Regions from separate parts of the Gossypium hirsutum genome. Here region 2 is linked to region 1. The links are chromatin contacts, called in public Hi-C maps. All regions are on one chromosome and are shown on one strand. The core of a region is the stretch at or near the end of the contact, and the rest is flanking DNA. Distances in the headings are between cores, read along the strand shown.

Region 1 (5,300 bases), core at 966-3,465:
AAATTGTAGTAACTTCAAAAATACTCATTTCCTACCTATGAATAGATAAAAAAAATTAACATAAACGGCCCACCCACTTCCAACCCAAAAAGGGCACAGCACAATTCAGAAAAGATATTAACTTCAACAGAAAGCTAGAAGTTAAAAGATATTGTAATAATTTAAACATCAGTCTTCCCGTTCATACCTTTGAGCACTGTCTAGCCCCATGATCCAAACTCCCACAAAGGAAGCATGGTTTCTTCCGCTTTGAAGCAGATTTACAGTTCACTGCCATGTGCCCTTCTTCACCACAATTATAGCATGTTCCCCAACCACTATCTGGAGGATCAAAGTATCTCGCCCCCCGCTGATAGAATAAATAACAAAGAGATGCTGAAAACCAATCCACCAAAGGGAAATTTTCTTCTAAACCACAGTTCAAAGAACATATTTAAACTCACAAGAAGCTTCCGGAGTACAATATTGTCAGATTTGTCTACAGTATTTGAGTCAAGAGATTCAACAGTCTCTACATCGTTAGCCATAATAATCTCCTCAACTGTCTCAACCTTCTCTATCATCTCAGCTTTATTTCCATCCTCTGCAACTGTGACCTGGTGCAATAACAAAAGAGATTGCAAAATTAGATAAAAAGTTAGCCATATAACATGCTGCAAGATTGAATCCAGTACAACATTTATTCAACAACACACTCAATGAGAAAAAAAAACCAATACATAACCAGCTGTGACGAAAACCATAACAGAAATAAAAGCAATCTTGACAGTTAAAAGTCCAATTCTAACTATTTTTTGAAGCCAAGTCCAACATACCAGAGTTGCATTATTGGAATTATGAAGTACAACAAAAGTACGATTCCTTTCCTTCATTTTCCTAGCAGAAACTCTTTTTTATGCCCATAAATTACCCAGTGATAAGATTAATATCAGTACCCAAAGGCAAGATAGTCTCCCTGAAGGTAAGGTCACCCTCTTTACACTTCTTTCATTTCATCAAATTACTTGATATCTCCACTATCTATGAGATACTGAAATAAACATTGAAAGTGCATACTATAGCACTAACTAGGGCGCCCCTTGATTGCCTTATTCTTGCACACCCTAAAATGTGAATAACCACCACAAATTCGGGCATCAGTGCATTACCAAAGAACTGTAATCTATAGCAGGCATTCTATAAATAATAATAATAATAAAGACAGGGAAAAATCAAAAAAGAGGCCGGTTCCTGATAGAAGTTTGCAGGAAAAGAGAAAAGGTCAAGTTTTCTCGGTAAAGAAGACCTCCCATAACGAGCTTGGAGAAGGAGACAGAACAAAAACCAAGAACTTATTAACCCAACAAACAGAAAATATTTATTCAACAAGACTTATCCAACAATTCTTCAATAAATAGTTTGACCAAATAACTAAGCGGAACGAGCTGGAATTCAAATTATCATAGCAAACAAGCATAGAGGATCCCTCATTTGAAACAGTAATCGTAAATCCCAAAGCCTATCTATATTTACAACACTTCAAATCATATTAAAAGTTCCACAAATTTATGATTCTTTACTTGTATCATCTCATCAACTCTCTGTAGTAAAAAAATTACTTTTAAATAAATTTCAACTACATTATTTTTTTCTCCGAGCAGCACATTGGATCAAAACAATCATTTCTGAAGAAACAACAAAAACAGAATTTTAACCTTCTCAGTTTTCGTTTTCTTCTTTTTCCTTCTAACAATTTTCTTACTTTCCAAATCCAAATCTGCCTGTTCACGGCCACCACTGGTACCAGCTACATCAGATCCCCCGCGTGACGACGAAGCCAAACCCACCACAGAAACGACGCCTGGGTCATCGGAAACGCCGTGGCATCCTTCACTAAACCTCGTCGCTTTCACCAATAGTGCTTTCTCCACGATCTTCAAGCTTAGGTCTTCATTGGCTTCCTCGTCGTCACTAATGCTTAGTACCATCAATGGTTTCGAATCTAATGGTCCCGATTCGTTCTCTTCGATCTCAAATTTTGCTGATTTGGCCTTGCCCTTCTTCGCCATGAAGATCTTTTGTAGGGAATGCAATTTTCTTGATAATTAGGGTTTGCAGTTTTCTGCAACTGCAGGGAAATATCCTAAACGGTGCCACGAAAGCTAGGGTTTTTATTTTGTTTGACCTTTACTGTCATTGGATTTAGCGGTTGAAATTTGAAAAAGACAGTTGGGCCAGTTAGCCCCAAAAAATCCAGCATTTATGGGCTTTATATTTAAATTTTCTCCCAAACTGGTGTCATTAATTGCTTTATATTTAAATTTAGGCTTAACGACTCAGTTTGCTTTCCCACTTTAATATTTAAATTTTTTGTTTCAGATTGCTACTTACTTAAACTATTATTTCATTATTTGGTTGAATTCTTTTTAACAGCATTAATAAAACCAAGTACAATGTGATGTCCATCAAAATGTGCAAGTCGCACATCCAACCAGAATGTATTAGTTACAATTAATTTATTTAAAATAAAAGCATTAAAGGTAGGTTTGGATGAGTGATTCGGTGTGATGTGATGTGGTGCGTTTAACTTACTTTTTGTCTCACGCTACAATGTCGTTACAGTATCTAATCTCACTGCTACTGTTATTTTTACATTAACTGCAAGTAAACACACTGCTCATCAAAACACACTCTAAATTTAAATTTAAAAATTATATTATTAAATATTAACAAAATCTTTGACTTCGATAAACCATTACTTGCATTGACCACTGTTAATCGACATTGACCAGTCGTTGATTGTTGTTGAAAGTCTACATGGCTCTATTAGAATGTGTCACTTGCCCTTTATATTTAATTTTTTTCCCGAACTAATGTCATTAATTGCTTTAGATTTAATTTTAGGCTTAACGACGTCTTACTTTCTCATTTTAGTACCTAAATTTTTTGCTTCAGATCTATACTTAAACTATCATTCCATTATCTAGTTCAATTTTTCTAATAGCATTAAAAAAATTAGTTACCATTTGGTGTCAAGCAAAATGTGTCACATGACAATTAGTTTATTTAAAATAAAAACACTAAATTTAAATTAAAAAATTAAAAAATTATATTATTAAGTATTTAAATATTTAAATATTAAAAAAACTTTTGACTTTGATAAACCATTAACTTGCGTTGACTACTGTTAATTGACATTGACCATCTGTTAACTATCGTTGACAGTCTACATGACTCTATTAGAATGTGTCACGTGCCCTTTTTGTTTTTTAATATTACATATATAAAATAAATTTTTATTTTATTTTTAAAAATTATTAAAATATTATATTTTTAATATTATTAAAAAATATATTTAATTATTTATATTTAATCATATAATAATTATTAATATAATTTATTATTTTAATAAATTATTTAATATTTCAATTTTATGGGTTACTTAAACATACTAAATATATGTAATTACAAGTGATTGTATTCAAATCCAATTAATGAGTGGTTTTTCAAACACGTTCTAAAGAATAATGTTTGTTTCCAGTACCATTCGTTTTATTTTATTAATATAATTTTATAATTATTAAATTATTTTAAAATTAATTTTTAACACCAACCCAACGCTTTTTATTGTAGTTTAAATTACAATTGAATTTTAATTTACATATTAAATAAATAACTTTGGACCTAAATTGTGACTTTTGTTGGGTGTTTATCGTTTCTAGTAATAGATCTAAAAAAAATTAAATGAATAATATCATCTTGCCAACAAAATTTTATCTATTAAAATAAAAATTTTCACCCTAAAGTGTTAATATAATCATTTGGGTAAAATAATTTATGTAAAAAGTAATAAAATAAAAATGGTATTTCAGAAATCTTAATTTCCATTCTCTAACTTTTCCTTCAAATTGGGGTAAATAAAAATTAAGTAATTCAAGGGAAGCAAAAATACTCAACTCCCTTTACTTTTTCCTTACCTAAATAAAGGTTTAATGCTGAATTCAGCCCCAAACAGTGCATATTTTCTTACTTTAGTATCTAAATTTTTTTTATTGTTCTATTACTCAAATTGGCCCACAACATTATAAAAAAATTCAAACTGTTAGGTGGCATTATTAGAACACGCCACATCAGCCTTCTTTTTATTTTTAATATTATATATATTATATGGATTAAAAATGTAAAAGAAATCATATATAATATATAAATAATTTAAAAAGTTTAAAAATATTTTTTATAAAATTATAAAATATATAAATTTTAAAAAGTCAAAATAGTATATAAAAATAAAATAAAGTAATTTAAATTTTAGAAATTTGCAAAATAAAACTTAAATTTTCAAAAATGTATATTCTAGAAAAAATTTCATAAATTTAATTTTTTTTTCAAAAACTCTAAAAATAGACAAAGTTTAACTTTTTTTTTTAAGAAAAGAGAAATTGGAATTGTTTATCAATAAAAATTGAAAATTTTTAAAATATATATTTAAAAATTTTCAATAATTAAAAAATAAAAAAAAACATTATTTTTAGAAAATTTATATTTATGAAAAATATTTAAAAAATTCTGTCAACATGTTTAACAGTCGTCAATGGTCAATAAAGTCAAAGATTTTTTAATATTTAAATTTTTATTTTTTTATTTTTTAATTTAAACTTAATATTTTTATTTTATATAAACTTAATTATCACGTGACACATTCTGATTGGTTGGATGTGCCACATGACATATTCTAATTGACACCACATGTAAATTAGTTTATTTAATGCTGTTACAAAAAAATAAATTAAACTGGGTGACAGAACTATAATTTAAGTACCAATTTAAGATAAAAAAAATTTAAATACCAAAACAGAAAAAACAAGCAAATTGAGAATTAAGCGTTAAATAAAATATGTTATACAAACAAGGAAAATGGTATTACTTTCCCTTAATTCATGTTATTTCAGTGCAATATAAACATAGGATTAGGGTAAATTACACTTGACGAGTCAATCAAATTAGTCAATTTATTATTAAATTGATCAATTCAGTCATTGTACTCTTAAAAAAAGATCAAATAAGACCAAATTGGAATAGAGTAACATTTATTATTTAAAAATATCATTTACTATTTAACAAAGATAATATTTTTAAACTTTTTATAGTTCAATAAATAAAATTTTTTGTTGGGAATTAAACTGTAATTTAGAAAAAAAAATATAATTTTCAAGATATTTTTTATACAATAAATATTAACTATGCTACAATTGAACTTATTTGATTCTTTTTAATGGTATAAAAACTAAATTGATCCATTTAATAATAAAATGAATAATTGG
Region 2 (5,300 bases), core at 1,299-3,798, 590 kb before region 1:
ACAGCCTTCAAGACACATGAAAGGCATTATGAATTCTTGGTTATACCCTTCGGCTTAACCAATGCCCATTCAACCTTCCAAGCAGTGATGAATACCATCTTCAAAGACTTATTAAGAAGATCGGTCCTAGTATTTTTTGATGACATACTAGTTTATTCTTACAGCTGGACCGAGCATATGAAGCATTTACGAGAGGTGCTGTAACTTTTGAGGAACAACCACCTATTTGTCAAGTAAAGTAAATGTACCTTTGGCACTCATCAAATAGAATATTTGGGGCATGTTATATCTGCAGGAAAGGTAACAATGGATGTTACAAAAGTTGAGGGAGTTTCAAATTGGCCTACCCCCAAATCGATCAAAGAATTGAGGGGCTTCCTAGGCCTTTCGGGCTACTATAGAAGATTTATAAAAAACTATGGGGTCATGGCACAACCCTTAACCAACTTGCTTAAGAAAGACGCTGCCTGAAACTGGACCGAAAGTAAGCAAGTGGCCTTTGGATCACTAAAGCAAGTTGTATGCCAAGCACCAGTGTTGTCTCTTCCTAATTTTAATGAAGAGTTTTGCATCGATACTGATGCATGCGGTCAAGGGGTTGGGGCTGTGTTACACCAAAAAGGGAGACCCGTGGCATTCTTCAGCAAGGGACTAGGGTTAAAGCATCAAGCGCTTTCCATCTATGATAAGGAAATGCTTGCGATTCTCATGGCAGTCAAGAAATGGCACACGTACTTGGTTGGGATGAGGTTTCAAATTAGGACTGATCACCAATGTCTGAATTTTTTAGTAGATCGACAAGCTACTACCCCATTCCAGCAAAAATGGGTAGTCAAAATGCTGGGATATGACTACTACATCACGTATAGGAGGGGTGCATGAAAGTTGGTAGCTGATGCCCTATCCAGAAAATCTCAAGAATCAACGGGACAATTGTTACAATGTATAGGGAGCATTTCATGGTCAGAATTATGGGAAAAAGTGGTGAAATCTGTCTTAGTTGATTCCAAGCTGCAACAACTATGCATCGAGCTCCAAGACAACCCTCAGAGGCACCCGAATTACTCATGGGATGGTCAAATATTAAGAAGAAAAGGGAAGGCAGTCGTAGGGAATGATGAAAGCCTTAGGAGGGAGCTATTCGAAAGTTTTCATAGTAGCTCATTGGGACGTCACTCAGGAGCACATGCTACCAAGGTTAGAATGTCCGGATAGATATACTGGAAGGGTCTAGCTAAGGATATAATGAAATGGGTTAGGGAATGCCCTATTTTTCAACGGTGCAAGGCAGACTTGGCAGCCTCTCCTAGTCTCCTACAGCCCCTACCCATCCCCTCTCGTGCATGGCAAGCTATCAGCATGGATTTCATAGAAGGGTTACCTACTTCCCGCAACAAGAACACCATATTAGTGATAGTCGATAGACTCACAAAGTATGGGCATTTCGTACCCCTCTCACACCCTTTCATAGCCATCACTGTCGCCCAAGAATACTTGACACATGTTTATAAGCTACATGGTATTCTTGAGACAATCGTGTCGGATAAGGACAAAATATTTGTGAGCAATTTCTAGCAAGAACTCTTTAGAAGGTTGGGGTCTAAATGTGTTTATCGACAGCATATCATCCCCAAACGGATGGACAGACTGAGGTTCTGAACCGATGCCTAGAAGGCTATCTAAGATGCATGGCTGGTAAATGTCCTAAGGAGTGGGTACAATGGTTACCCTTAGCTGAATGGTGGTATAACAGTACACACCATTCAGCGATTCAAACCACTCCATATGAAGCTCTTTATGGCCAAGTCCCACCCCTACACTTACCGTATCTAGTTGGTTCTTCCAATGTAGCTATAGTAGATCGAAGCTTGCAAAATAGAGAAGCTATGAGGAGGCTTCATCACTTTCATTTGAAGAGAGCTCAAGAGAGAATGAGACAGGTTGCCAACAAGAAGAGGTCGGATAGGAGTTTTGAAATTAGAGATTGGGTATACCTTAGGTTGTAGCCATACCGAAAACACACACTCCGAAAGCTAAAGAATCACAAACTGTCACCTAAATAATTTGGACCCTTGCCTGTGGAAGCCAAAGTGGGTTCAGTTGCTTACAAACTAACTTTGCCACTGGGATCAGGAATTCACCCTACATTCACGTCTCTCAGCTCAAAAGGCACATCGGTAAGACACCACCTTCGCCTATGCTGCCTGTAGTAGGGACTGATGGTACCCTCGACAAAGAACCATCAAGAATCTTAGAAAGAAGAATGGTTAAGAAGGGCAATCATGCGGCAACAGAGGTGCTAGTTGAATGGTTCAACACCTACCCTGAAGACTCAACATGGGAGGATCTACAAGAGCTACAGAAGCGGTATCCTAATTTTGATCCTTGAGGACAAGGATCCTGTTCGAGAAGGGAGTAACTGATACCGACCAAAATGGAAGGCCACGGTTTCAACTCTGTTTATTTCACACTATTTTTAATTTCTAATTATCATGCGTCAAACGCTGCGTTTGTCTGTTTTATTTTCTTTAAACGGTGAGTTTTACCCTGTTTGTATTGACAACTGTCTGTCTGTTTGTGCTGCACTCTTTTAACCCCGTATGACAGACATGAGGGGTATTATGAAAAACTTAATTATTCTCCCTTCTTGGTTCTCTTGTCTCAACTGCTTTTATCTCTTCCTCTCCTACTTCTTTCTTCTTCATTTCTTGTTCTTCCAGTAACATTATCGACGGTAACATATTTGCGTTTTCCTATTTTAGTATCTACACTTTTTTTTTTCACTAAGAAAAACAAGTTTGATTAATCATTTTAAAAACAATTCTTGTAAAAAATATGTGAAAATTAAAAAACAACTGAAAGTTTTTTTATTACTTTCACTAAAAAAGATGAAAACAAGGGTATTTTTAACTTTAAATAAATTGATCCTATTTCAAACTCATAAAAATATTCTTTTTTAATAGCTTTTCAAATATTTAAATTTGGTATATGGTTTGAATCTATATTAATGTAGTTTTTTTTTAGTTCTTATGCTTCTATTATAGAAAATTAGGTACCAAACATGTTTTTATTATTGAAAACAAATTTTTATTTATATTTATTAAATATGTTTTTTAATTTTTAAAAAATAAAAAATGAAAAAAAAATTCCAGAAACCACGGTTTCAAGAAATTGATACCATTTTTGTTTTCGAATTCTTAGAAAAAGGAAAACAAATTAGGTTCAAAATTTGAAAAATGATTTTTAAAAATGAAAATATGTGAAAATTAAAAAATAATAAAAATTTGCTTTCATTATTTTCATTAAAAATATTTTATAAAATTAAAAAAAGTTGAAAACAAGCTTTAAATTTACTTAATGAATTCACTCTGTTTTAAATTTATTAGATTTAAACACAAATATATTATTTTTTAAACAATTTTTAAATATCAAAATCTCTTACATTGGTTCAAATCCATGTAAATATAATAATTTTTTATTATATTTCTCATGTTTCTATTATAAAAAATAGTATATCAAATATTTGTAATACCCTAGAATTTTTTTATAAGATATATGACATTATTTCGAGAATAAATTTAGTGAATTTTTGGGAAAATTGGGAATGAATAATTTTTATAAAATAAAAATTGATAATTGGATGTGGAAATCAATAAAAAGAACTATGGATGTGAGAATGGGTAAAACGGGACCAAGTTGTAAATTCTAAAAAGTTAGAGGATTAAAATGTAAATTTATCAAAAAGAGAAAAGATGAATTATTATTGATTATTTGGTTTGGAAATAATTTGGAATATGTATTGGAGTAATGAAAATCACTTTGGGACAAAATTAGAAAAATTTGAAAGTTCAAGAATTAAATTGTAAATTTTCTATTTTTGTTGAGAAAACCGTAAAAGTGAAATTTCCTCCATCCAAGGATTATCAATAAGAATCAAATATGATTTATAAGGATTGAGTTGATAATAATTCTAATAGCTCAAATTTCAACGATGTCAAAAATAGTGGTTCGAGACCACCAAATATGAAAAATGAACTCTTAGATTATATTATTTAATATTTATGAGCCAAATGTAGCTTTTAAAACATTTTTGAAATAGTAAATTGTGTTTTATAAAGATTTATTTGGTCAAAAAATTAAGAAAAAAAAGAATCGAGATCTCGGTATTATAAACCCAGCCATAAATATTTTTATAAATATTTACGGAGTGTCAATAAGGTAGTATTAAAATTTTGTTAGAAAATTTTGACGTTTGGGTGATTAATTAAATAAAAAGAACTAAATTGAAAAAGATGTAAAAGTTACTAGAAGGATTAAATAGCTCAATTATCAAATGAGGAAGGACCTAAAGTGAAAATAAGCCTAAAGGAGATACTTTGGGCCGCAAAAGCAAGAAAAATCAAGAAAATTGAGGAAATAAGGGTAAAATGGAAAAATAACAAAATTTACTAAATAAAAAGGGGACTAGAATGGAATATCTAGAATTTTCTTCATTTCTCTTCATTTTCAACAACTGAAAAACAGCCATGAAGAGGGTTCAAGCTGGTTTTCATACTCTAGCTTCATGTAAGTTTAATTCTTGCTTTCTCCTTGAAATTTTTAAGATTTTTGACTTTTACAATTGGGTCCAACTCACTATGTCATTAGTTTTTGATTCCATGGCTAATTTTTAAAGTTGCTATGGATGAGTGCTGGAAGTATATGATGAATAAATATAGAATTGAAGCTTTAATTTTGATGTATGATGATTTTATCAAGTAAAATTGATGGAAATTGATTTTAGGACCTAATTATGAAAGAGTTTGGAATTACGATCTAGTGCTAAAGTTCTGATTTTCAGGGGTTATGAAGTAGTTAAAATGATAGACTAAAGTATTAACTGAGAAAAATCAGCTCAACTGAGGGGTTAATTGAGCAAGGACTGAATTGTATGAATTGTGAAATTTGGGGTAAAATGGAAATCGACATTTTGCATTAAAACTATTTTGGACAGCAGCAGTAGTCTAACTTTGAAAAATCACCAAAAATTCTAGAAATCAAATTAGAGGATGAATAAAATATGAAATTAAAGATTATTGAGTCTAGTTTCTTATAGAAGAAATAATGTAAGCAATGGAATTGTAAATCATGAGATATAATAAATTTTATGAGATAAGGTCAGAATGATTTTGGGTTCCCCTATTTTAACTTTGGAAAATCATCAAAAATTTAAGAAAAATAATTAGAGACTTAAATTTATATGTTTAGAATTCTGAATGAGTATATTTTCAAGAGAAATAAACAAAAACATTATTCGAATC

The links. A called contact is a pair of places that touch in the nucleus more often than the background predicts.
Region 2: a contact with region 1 is called in a Hi-C map of leaf, with 2.0 times the contacts expected there. The contact joins the enhancer-like site here to the promoter of LOC107894978 in region 1. A contact is called at or near these places in 2 of 34 Hi-C or Micro-C datasets (both in leaf).

Annotation. Positions count from the first base shown.
Region 1 is chrA13:49,595,582-49,600,881 of Gossypium_hirsutum_v2.1, reverse strand. It overlaps LOC107894978 (zinc finger CCHC domain-containing protein 7), which reads right to left and starts at 2,215. Exons shown (of 7, transcript XM_016820133.2): 1 at 1,695-2,215; 2 at 444-596; 3 at 188-349. The coding sequence starts at 2,048.
Region 2 is chrA13:50,189,904-50,195,203 of Gossypium_hirsutum_v2.1, reverse strand. No RefSeq gene overlaps it. Among protein-coding and RNA genes, the nearest start is that of LOC121212761, 13 kb to the right of the region's middle. Within about 2 kb of position 2,548, at least 5 of the 9 cell types and tissues checked have an H3K27ac peak or open chromatin away from gene starts, as enhancers often do. A contact at or near this core is called in leaf, where this site is marked.